Linked DNA regions of Mus musculus: regions 1 and 2 are each linked to region 3. Evidence: chromatin contacts called from public HiChIP or PLAC-seq and promoter capture Hi-C data. All regions are on one chromosome and are shown on one strand. Each heading gives the region's core, a stretch centred on a gene start, on an enhancer-like site or on the middle of the called end of the contact. The rest is flanking DNA. Distances are from core to core; before and after follow the strand shown.

Region 1 (3,283 bases), core at 350-2,849, 150 kb after region 3:
GATAGCAGAGATGAAATCTTCATTTAACAAGTTGAGCCAAGAATACCAGAGGGGAGTTTGTGTGCTGGGGGAGGAATAGAACTGTCCAGCCTTTGAGCTAATCAAGGCATATGAAAATTAATCTAGTTTTTGTGTGTCTTTTTGGGAGTGGGTTTGTGTGTGTCTTTCATTTGAGAATCCAGAGAGCACTGGAGTGGGTGTAGCATGTGCTCAACCTGTAGGGAGCCAAAGCAGTTTGTTCGTTTTTTTTTTTTTTTTCTTTTTCTTTTAGACAGTGTTTCTCTGTATAGCCCTGGCTGTCCTGGAACTCACTTTGTAGACCACGGTAGCCTCCAACTCAGAAATCCACCTGCCTCTGCCTCCCAAGTGCTGGGATTGAAGGTTTGAGCCACCACTTCCGGCATGAGTGGACTCTTTACAGCCCTCAAACCAACCTGGACACTGGAAGGCTTGACCTGTGTCTTCTGGTGTCTAAATTAGCTTGGGGGAAGCCTGGATTCTCTGCTCCAACTGCCTTCTTTTCTTTCATGGTTCTCAAGATCTCTAGATCTTTCTATTAGCAGACATCTTTGATTCTTTTATGTCATTAAGCTCAATTAAGAGGCCATGCTGTTTCTCCTGGGGTTAATGTACACTTGTAATCTCAGCTGCTGGGGAGGTCGACACAGGGCAATTCCATGAGGTCAGCCTGGGTTGGGCACTTCTGGAGAGTGCTTTACCAGTGTTGTTCTCTCCTCCCTCCCTCTCCCTCTCCCTCTCTCTCTCTCTCCCCCTCCCCCTCCCCCTCTCCCTCTCTTGTCCAATCCTCCTTTTACCCCATCCACTGTCTCTTTCGTTGGGATTAAATTAGGGTCTTGTACAAACATGCAAGTGCTCCTCCAATGCACTAAATGCACCTCAATAAATTACACCTCCTGGATATTTCTTCTTCTTTAGATTAGGTTTTATGACCCAAGGACAAGGGCAGGCTATGGTACTGACTTTTAAGTGACATTAGGGATTCTCTACAGACTTTGGACTGTTTCATAGTACAAGTACATTAATAGGAAGCTACACAGAGATCAAGAATTCCTATCACAGAGACAGCAGCATAGAGAACGAGCCCTTAGAATCATGTGTAAAGCCACTATTACTCAAAGAAATCTTAAAGTTTTGCTTTCATACACTCCTTTGGCTGTACTTCTTCTATTTAGGGAGACCAAAGTCTGTCTTGGAGCAGAAGGTTCATGATGCAAATCATAATTAAAGATTAGAAAAGTCTGAAATATGTTTGGTACAACAACTGGACATCTCCTAACATACTATGAGAGCTGTCTTCCTTTAGGCCACCCTGTCTCTGGCTCTCATCCCACAATACTCAGCAGGAAGCCAGCAGTTCCCCTCCAACACCCTCCTGCTTTTTAACTCCAACTTAAACTCACCAGAGCAAAGACTGTGCCTTCTTCTAAATTTCTTCAAACTCTGCAGTTGAAAATTGGCTCACACCTTCAGATACCAACCAAGAGACCCAGGATTTGTGGAGAGGAACAAATACAGGCCAGAGTCTAAGTCCTGATGATTCAGCCAACTGTGCTGCTCCTCTGAAGAGCCAGTAGAGAAATGAAAGTTAAAACTTTGAGGGCAGGAACTGAGAAAAAGAAACTAAAGAACTACCAACCAATGGGGTGGTACCTCATCATTAACTGGAGTTTTACCACCAGAGGGAGTCAGTTGCCTTGGGTCAGCTCTGTCTTTCAGGAGCTTGGGACATTTTCAGAGCTTCAGGAACTTGTTGTGTCACTTGTTCAGACTCATGATACAATCAATAAAAAAAGTTCCTGACCGTGTATAAATATGGAATGAGAGCCTTTCCCATGTGGGCTTCTCCTGCACCTGAGCTCCTGTACTGGCTTTGCCTTGGTGGCAAGTGTGACATAAAGGTAAAAATAAACAGGGCTAGGAACAGAAAACTGCAGTGTTTCTCCAAGGTTGGAGCTGGACTCTTACAGAATGACAACAGGAAGGAAGTTGCAGTTCAGGGAAGCTGCCACACAAGCAAGATTTTGAACCATCAGGGATAGGATGGGAAGGAGTCATGTGCAGAGACAGGTAGAAACACCTCACCACCCTCACAGCAGAGAGAGTAGTGAGGTGTCGAGCGCTCTCCAGCTGCCCCATGGTCTCCTCCAGATTATGTATTCTGTGGCTGAATAGACTTTGTCCTTTCACAGTGTTGATCTGATCCATCCATTCATTTCTCCCTTCCAGAAGTCCCCCACCAGAATGTTTTACAAGGTCCCATTTGCTTTAGGATTTGTAATAAAGACCAGTACTACTGCTAAACCATTCCCCGAGTAGAGGGTAGAAATGTGTAGGGCTTTGAATGGGCTTCTCTGAGAGTAGTCTTTGCCTATCATTATGGAGGCCAATGGTGTTCCTTCAGCACTGTACAAAATCAGGTGTGGTGGCTCCTGCATGTGGTCTGTCTTAGTTACTCTTCTACTGCTGTGATAAATACCATGACTGGGACAAGTTGTAAGGAAAGTGTTTCATTTGGGGCTCACAGTAGAGTTCATGACCACCACAGTGGGGCATAGGACACCAGGCAGGGAGACAGGGTGCTGGAGCAGGAATTGAGAAGTCACAACTTGAGATACAAACTAGACACAAACCCGAGGCAGAGAGAGAATGTTGTTGTTGGTGGCCAGAATTTACTGAATCCTGAAAGCTTGCACCCATGCCATACCTTCTCCAATAATGCCACACTCCTAATCTTATTTTCTTTTTTTTTAAGGATTTTTTTAATTGGATATTTTCTTTACTTACATTTCAAATATTTTTTCCTTTCTAGGTCTTCCCTTCGGAAACCCCTATCCCATTCCCCCCTCCCCCTGCCTTTATGAAGGTGCTCCTCCCCACCCACTCCCATTTTCCTGCCCTAGTATTTTCTTTTTTTTTTCCATTTTTATTAGGTATTTAGCTCATTTACATTTCCAATGCTATACCAAAAGTCCCCCATACCCACCCACCCCCACTCCCCTACCCACCCACTCCCCCTTTTTGGCCCTGGCATTCCCCTGTACTGGGGCATATAAAGTTTGCGTGTCCAATGGGCCTCTCTTTCCAGTGATGGCCGACTAGGCCATCTTTTGATACATATGCAGCTAGAGTCAAGAGCTCCGGGGTACTGGTTAGTTCATAATGTTGTTCCGCCTATAGGGTTGCAGATCCCTTTAGCTCCTTGGCTACTTTCTCTAGCTCCTCCATTGGGAGCCCTGTGATCCATCCATTAGCTGACTGTGAG
Region 2 (3,423 bases), core at 35-2,534, 130 kb before region 3:
AGCTACACAGCAAGTTTGAAATCAGCCTGGGAGAAATATGCATGTCACATCACCCTGTCTCAAAACCAAATAAACCTTACCCTTGTATGTTAGACATTGAGCGTCCCATCTTCTCTGCTCTGTTTTTCTATGATTCTTAAGAATGCTTGCACCAGCCAGGCGTGGTGGCACACACCTTTAATCCTAGCACTTGGGAGGCAGAGGCAGGCGGATTTCTGAGTTTGAGGCCAGGCTGGTCTACAAAGTGAGTTCCAGGACAGCCAGGGCTACAGAGAAACCCTGTCTTGAAAAACCAGAAAAAAAAAAAAAAAAAAAAAGGAATGCTTGCACCATGTTTTCCCATCCTCACTCCAAACATCTATTCCTGACTTGACTTTTCATTTTGTGTTTTAAGTTTTTCGAGGCAAAAACACTCTGTAGCCCAGGCTGGTTTAAATTTATGAGTAATCCTCCTGCCTCAGTCTCCTAATGCTGAATTACAATTGTGAGTCAGCCCAGTTCACAGGCTCATGCAGGTAAGGCAAACAATTTACTGCTGAGCCACTTCCTACTCCACCCCCAGCTCCTCCCCAAAGTCTTTCCCCCTCCCCCCATCTTCTGAGATCAGTTGGGTTGTCAGTCTCCCAAACCAGGAAGTTTGGCATTCTTTTCTTTTCACAGTAGCCCTGCCTTTAATAACTTACAGTCTAGGGGTTAGAGAGGTGGCTCAGTGGTTAAGAGCACCGACTGCTTTTCCTGAGTAGTTCAGTTCAATTCCCAGCAATCACATGGTGGCTCACAACCATCTGTAATAGGAATTCGATGCCCTTTTCTGATGTGTCTGAAGACAGCAACAGTGTACTTATATACATAAAATAAATAAATAAATCTTAAAAACAAACAAACAAACAAAAAACCCAAAACCCTTACAGTCCAGTTCCAGTCCAGTTCAGTTTGCATATGTAAATGTATAAGTACTTCAGTATAAAAGTAGTCTTTTGGTTCCATGCGTTAAAATTAGAGATACACACAGGTAATTTAAAGTTGGCAGATTTTTGTAATCCATCAAATGCAGTCACCTTTTAATTGTATGGCTAGACCTTTTATTCTTTAGACATTTCAATATATTGATAGTGAGAACAGGTGTATTAAACACTTGCATACGGTAGAAAGCCTAAGTCTCTAATGATGATGTTCTTAAAGACTGTTCCATAGACTTGTCTAGGGCATCTTCGCATTTCTGACCCGGGGTTTGGTCCCAGCCAGCACAGGGGTCAGCCCCGCCTCCTCCGCCAGGCCCGCCCCTTTTTCCTGGAGTCCGGCTTTAGTACTGGAAGGAGCCGTCTCCTTGGCTGCAAGTCCTCGGCACTGATCCAGGCACGGATTCCAGATTGGTGAGCAAACCCATTTTCTGACCAGTCGTTGCTGTCCCACTGGTGTGTAGAGTCTGTGCTGCCTTACTATTTGTGTTGGGGCTCACGCGTGCAAGAAGAGTTGCGGGACTGCCTCTTTGAGTTTCCTTGAGTTTGGGAAGCATTGGAGAGGCATGTTCGCGGCTAGGAATAGGCAGTATTCCTATAGCCCTAAGCGGGAAACGGGCGTTGAACCTGGATTTTGGAGGCAAAGGCACACTGCTCTGGGAGATTCCCGTTCGGAGTCCCGAGTGGATTCAGAGGTCAACATCTCCTCCCCCAGCTCCAGGAAGTAGGTTTATTCCCCCCAACCCCCAACCCCCTCCCAAGCAGGCCCGGCTTCTTCCAGGAAGAGTTGGGAGATGAGCTACTCTACCTGCCCCGACCCGGTCTACACCGGCTGCAACCAGTCGGAGCTAGGAGCCCTAGGGCCTCTCCAGAGGAAGCCGAGGCAAGCTGGGCGGAGTTAGGAACAGACCCCAGCCAGGATTTCTGGCCCTCGGAATTAGGCTTCCGGACGTGCTCTGGAGAAGTTTGCCTACCGGGTACTCTTCATCTGCGGACCTTCTCTGGGGGTGCCTACCGCCCCGTTACTCTGCTGAGTCACTTCTGACGGAGGCAGGCCGAGACAGTGAGGTGATTTATTGTGAATAACTTGGCTGAGATAGGGAGCATTGAATTTATGTATTCTAAAAGTATGTATGTAAACTCAATTTTTTTTCAGATATATCCTTCTATAACCCAAGCTACCCTATCGCTAACCATCTTCTTGATTCCAACCCTCTTCTCTGGTGTTACGATTACAGGCCTGAGCTACCGACACAGCAAAGGGACATTTATTTTATCAGTCATTTGAGAAAAATAGGTGTTACAGCTAGTTATGTTGCGTGTGTTTCAGTACAGGACCTGAAAATTGGATGCCGTATGTCCCCAGTCTGTTTATTTAGCCTCTGAGCTTTAACATTAAAAAAAAAAATTTATTTATTATTATACATAAGTACAATGTAGCTGTCTTCAGACACACCAGAAGAGGGCATCAGATCTCATTACTGGTGGTTGTGAGCCACCATGTGCTTGCTGGGGTTTGAACTCAGGACCTTCGGAAGAGCAGTCAGTGCTCTTACCCACTGAGCCGTCTCCTTAACATTTTTTTAATATGTAGCGTGGACAGAGCAATACAATGGGTGGATTCTAGAGTTTTGGTGAACGTTTACTGGGGCAGAGGTCGAAAAACAGCAAACCACCGGGCATGGCAAATTCTCAAACAAGGTTATTATGGGCAAACTCTATGCCTAACTTTTAAAATATGCATTATCAAGCCAGTTTTGGAAATAATATGCTAAGAAGTTGGGGTGTGTGGCTCAGTTGGTACGGTGCTTGTACAAAGTCCTGGATTGGATCCTCAGCATCAAAGAAAGGTAGAAGAGCTGGGGTGATGCTCTAGGGTTCTTGGGGAGTGAGTGGGTGGGGTGGGGTGGGACAAGGTGTAAAATACCAGTACTTGTGGCGTGGAGGCAGGGGAGTCCAAAGTTTAAGGTCACCCTCAGCTACATAGTGAGTTGCTGACAAGGTTGGGCTGCTTATGAACATGTCTCAGAACAAAAAAACGTAAAGGGGTAATAATAAAAGTGTTAAATTTGCTTTATGGTATGTTTAAAAAAAGAATATGACCTCTACTTGTTATGTCTACACAAATTAAAATATAAAGGCTTTAACATTAGGGATTACAAGTGAGATACCACAAGTTTAATAATTGCACAAAATATAATCTACCTTTAAAAACGTAATAGATTATTTAACACTGACTAGAAGAAGATAAAAATATATAGAGAGTAGTGTTTTAGGAATTTCTGAGCCAGGTGGTGGTGGCCCACGTCTTAAATCCCAGCACTTGGGAGGCAGAGGCAGGCGGATTTCTGAGTTTGAGGCCAGCCTGGCCTACAGAGTGAGTTCCAGGACAGCCAAGGGCTACACAGAGAAACCCTGTCTCAAAAAAACCAAAAAAAAAAAAAAAAAAAAGGAATTTCTGGTG
Region 3 (3,213 bases), core at 6-2,505:
AGAAAGAGGCTATTGCAGTCATGTGCTCCTGACACTACAGAGACTTGGGGCTGGGGCTGTCGGACAAGCTGGAGACCAGTCTGGGCAACATAAAATGTATCCTCTCTCCAAGAAACCTTACAAAAGCTGGCACTTTGGGGGAAATCTTCAGATGTGTCACTGGAGCATGCTCATAGTAGTTTTCCCATCTTCAAACACCCCTTCCCCTCTGCGTGGGAACTGAACCCAAAGCTTGAAAAGTACTCTATCACTGAACTAAGTCACAGATGTCTTTTAAAAAAATATTCTATGAATGAGTCTTATTGAGTTGCTGATGATGGCCATCAATTTATAATCCTTCTGCCTCCTGTTTATCTGGAATCTCAAGCTGGGCTGAAGTCTATATTGGTATGGAGAAAATATCGGAAGGGGAAAGATAATAGCTGAAGTTATTCCCAGGCTTGGGACTGTCAAACAGGGTCTGTGACTAAATAACAGGCTCTCAGTCTCTGGTACTAAACTGAGAGAAACTCTGGGACTCTTAGAGGAGTATTTTGCAACTTTCCTAATGCTGCAACTCTTTAGAAAACTTCCTCGTGTTGTATTGACCCCAACCATAAAACTGTGGTATTTGCTACCTCATAACTATATTTTTCTACTGTTGTGAATCATAATATGAATATATGATATGCGAGATATCTAAAGTGCAACTCCTGTGAAAAGGTCATTCAAACGAGTCCGATCCGGTAAAGAACCAAAGCCCTAAAGTATGCGGAAGTACCACTTTATCACACAAAAACACATTGAAAAGCAGAGGCTCTGATCCAGCTTTGCTGCCTGGAAAGGGAATGTCTGTGGTAGGAAACAACGCTCTGGGTCTCGTGCACAAGGTACAATTCAAAATTACAGATTGTGAAACTGAAGGGGGAGACTAAACCTGGAAAAAACACAACTTTAAAGTAGTTTTGTTGTTGTTGTTGTTGTTGGTGGTGGTGGTGTTTTGTTGTTGTTGTTGAGGAGGCACCTCCCTCAAGCTCCCCCATTTGCATTTTCAGCCAGAGGCCGGCAGCCCCTCCCCCTTCCCCTCCCCCGCTTTTACAGGATAAACTCACCCAAGCAAAAGCAATGTTCTCCTTTCAAAGTCTTCAAAAGTCTGCCCCCTAAAATTGCTCAGCCCGTTATCAGACGCCAGAAAGTTGTAAACCAGGGAGAATTAACTAACCAATCCAGAACTTCAAGGTATTTCCGACTCGAAGCTAGAGAAACGAAAGTTTGAGAGCTGGAAATGAAACAGAAACCACAACTCTACAGACCAATGAGATGCCTTTGCATAAGCCTGCAGGGCCCACACTGACTGAGGAAGTTATCCTCATATCAGCATTGGCTGGCTCTGGAGACTGGGGAGGAGTTATGTGCAGAGCCAGGCAGAAACACCTCACCACCCTCACAGCAGAGAGTAATGAGCTGCAGAGGGCTCTCCAGCTGCCCAATAGTCTCCACCAGATTATGTATTGTGTGGCTCAACAGACTTAGTCCTTTTCCAGTGCTGATCTGATCCACCCATTCATTTCCTCCCTTCTAGGAGTCCCTCACCAGAATATCTTGGAGGTTCCTATTTGGCTTAGAGGTGTATTGAACACCTATATAGTGACTCAGCAGTACCGGAATTAGAAGGGAGAAATCTGTAGAGCTGAGAATGAGGTACAGTTGACATAGTGCTTGCCTATCAAGCATGGAGCACTGGGATGGTCCTCAGAAGTGTATATAACCATGTGTGGTGGCCCCTGCGGTCTGTCTTACTTACTCTTCTACTTCTCTGATAAATACCATGACTAGGACAAGTTACAAGGAGAGTGTTTAATTTGGCATTCACAGTTCCTATGGGTTAAAGTTCATGACCACCACAGTGGAGAACCTGATAACAGGCAGTGAGCTGGAGCAGGTGCTGGAGTAGGAAGTGAGAAGTCACAACTGGAGACACATCTTACAGAAACCTGAGGCAGAGAGAGAATGATGGTGGGGTTCAGAGTCTACTGAATTCTGAAAGCTTGCACCCATGCCATACTTTCTCCAAGAATGCCACACTCCTAATCTTTCCTGAACAGTGTCCTGATAACTAAGAACCAAGTATCCAAAAAATCTTAGCCTCTGGGGCCATTGTTATTCAAACCAGCACAGGATGCCACTGCCTTGCAGCTGGCTGCATGAGATCAGGAGCTCAAAGCCATCCTCAGCTATGGTGACTGACATCAGGATGGCATGGGAAACACCTGAAGCTTTCCAAAGAGAAAAGGAAGGGAGAAAGAAAGAGAAGAATAAATAAATAAATCACAAATTAATTAAAGAAAGTCAGTTGTGTGAGTGAATGTTGGAGAAGCCACCATCACCTGTCTCATCCCCTTTCCTGTTTGCCTCTCTAATTATTTCCCTACAGTCTCAGATCTACTGAAATATGGAATGATGAGTGACAGCAGACATAACTCTGTAGTTTGAATTTATTTCACATACTTACAACTGTCTTATACTCTTCTTCCTTTCAGATAGACTGACCCTAAATGAGCTCTAGCTCCCTTAGCCTCCCCAGTGCTGGGATCATGAACTTTTGCTGTTGTTGTTTAGTTTGGCTTTTGACTTCAGTGATTGAACCACGGTCCTTGTGGATGCTGGGCTAGTGCTCTATCCATAGCTATACACTTACCTAAATTTCATATCTTGATGAGGTCATAAGCCTCACTGTTGTTCTTGCTGTGGACACAATTGCTTACAAACAATGCTTTGATGTTCCAAGTCTTCTGAAATGTTAATAGTTATGAAAAACCCTCTAACATTTCTTTTGAGGCAGGGATTTAGTCTATATTCAAGCCTGGCCTAGAACTCACCAAGTATTTAGAGTGTTAGGATAGTTTCTAATTCCTGGAAATATAGAGGCAAGAGCTACCATGTCTCTGTCTTTTCTACATTTTACTTAAGGCTTTCTCTGTTTCTTCCTAAGGCCTGTTTGGGAATTAAAACTATTAAATACCCAGATTATGATCTAACTCTGCATGAATGTTCTCTCTAGGCAGAATTCCACTCCCAACTCTGCAAAGATTAGACTTTATATTTAGTCTGCCATTACCCTCTGACCTCAGTGAAAAGGATGAAGATGACCAGGTGAGCAAAGCACTGGCCACACTTTCAGTGAGCAGTGCTACCATGTGTGTGATTCTAACTGTGTACAATATACATTGACAT

Evidence for each region. Promoter capture Hi-C pulls out the DNA fragments that hold promoters and counts their contacts. HiChIP or PLAC-seq counts read pairs in DNA pulled down with a chosen protein or histone mark.
Region 1: a contact with region 3 is called in a promoter capture Hi-C map of macrophages, with 6 read pairs. The contact joins the promoter of Trim30d here to the promoter of Trim12c in region 3. A contact is called at or near these places in 1 of 39 promoter capture datasets (macrophages), 2 of 115 datasets of contacts at active chromatin or transcription factors (bone marrow-derived macrophages and memory CD8 T cells) and 1 of 9 other capture datasets (macrophages).
Region 2: a contact with region 3 is called in an H3K27ac HiChIP or PLAC-seq map of epiblast stem cells. The contact joins the promoter of Trim6 here to the promoter of Trim12c in region 3. A contact is called at or near these places in 6 of 39 promoter capture datasets (3T3-L1-derived adipocytes, hematopoietic stem and progenitor cells, hippocampal neurons and 2 more), 2 of 15 datasets of contacts at CTCF or cohesin (large pre-B cells and pro-B cells), 5 of 484 Hi-C or Micro-C datasets (B cells, LSK cells, embryonic stem cells and 2 more), 8 of 115 datasets of contacts at active chromatin or transcription factors (embryonic stem cells, epiblast stem cells and extraembryonic endoderm stem cells) and 3 of 9 other capture datasets (adipose tissue, liver and macrophages).

Annotation. Positions count from the first base shown.
Region 1 is chr7:104,506,250-104,509,532 of GRCm38.p6, forward strand. Trim30d (tripartite motif-containing 30D) reads right to left here and starts at 1,600. Exons shown (of 8, transcript NM_199146.2): 1 at 1,422-1,600.
Region 2 is chr7:104,217,511-104,220,933 of GRCm38.p6, forward strand. It overlaps Trim6 (tripartite motif-containing 6), which reads left to right and starts at 1,285. Exons shown (of 8, transcript NM_001013616.2): 1 at 1,285-1,373.
Region 3 is chr7:104,352,103-104,355,315 of GRCm38.p6, forward strand. It overlaps Trim12c (tripartite motif-containing 12C), which reads right to left and starts at 1,256. Exons shown (of 8, transcript NM_001146007.1): 1 at 1,092-1,256. Gm38525 (tripartite motif-containing protein 30A-like) reads right to left here. Exons shown (of 8, transcript XM_006508379.2): 8 at 2,457-3,213. It overlaps Gm36430 (a long non-coding RNA gene), which reads left to right. Exons shown (of 6, transcript XR_003946847.1): 1 at 1-869; 2 at 3,041-3,132.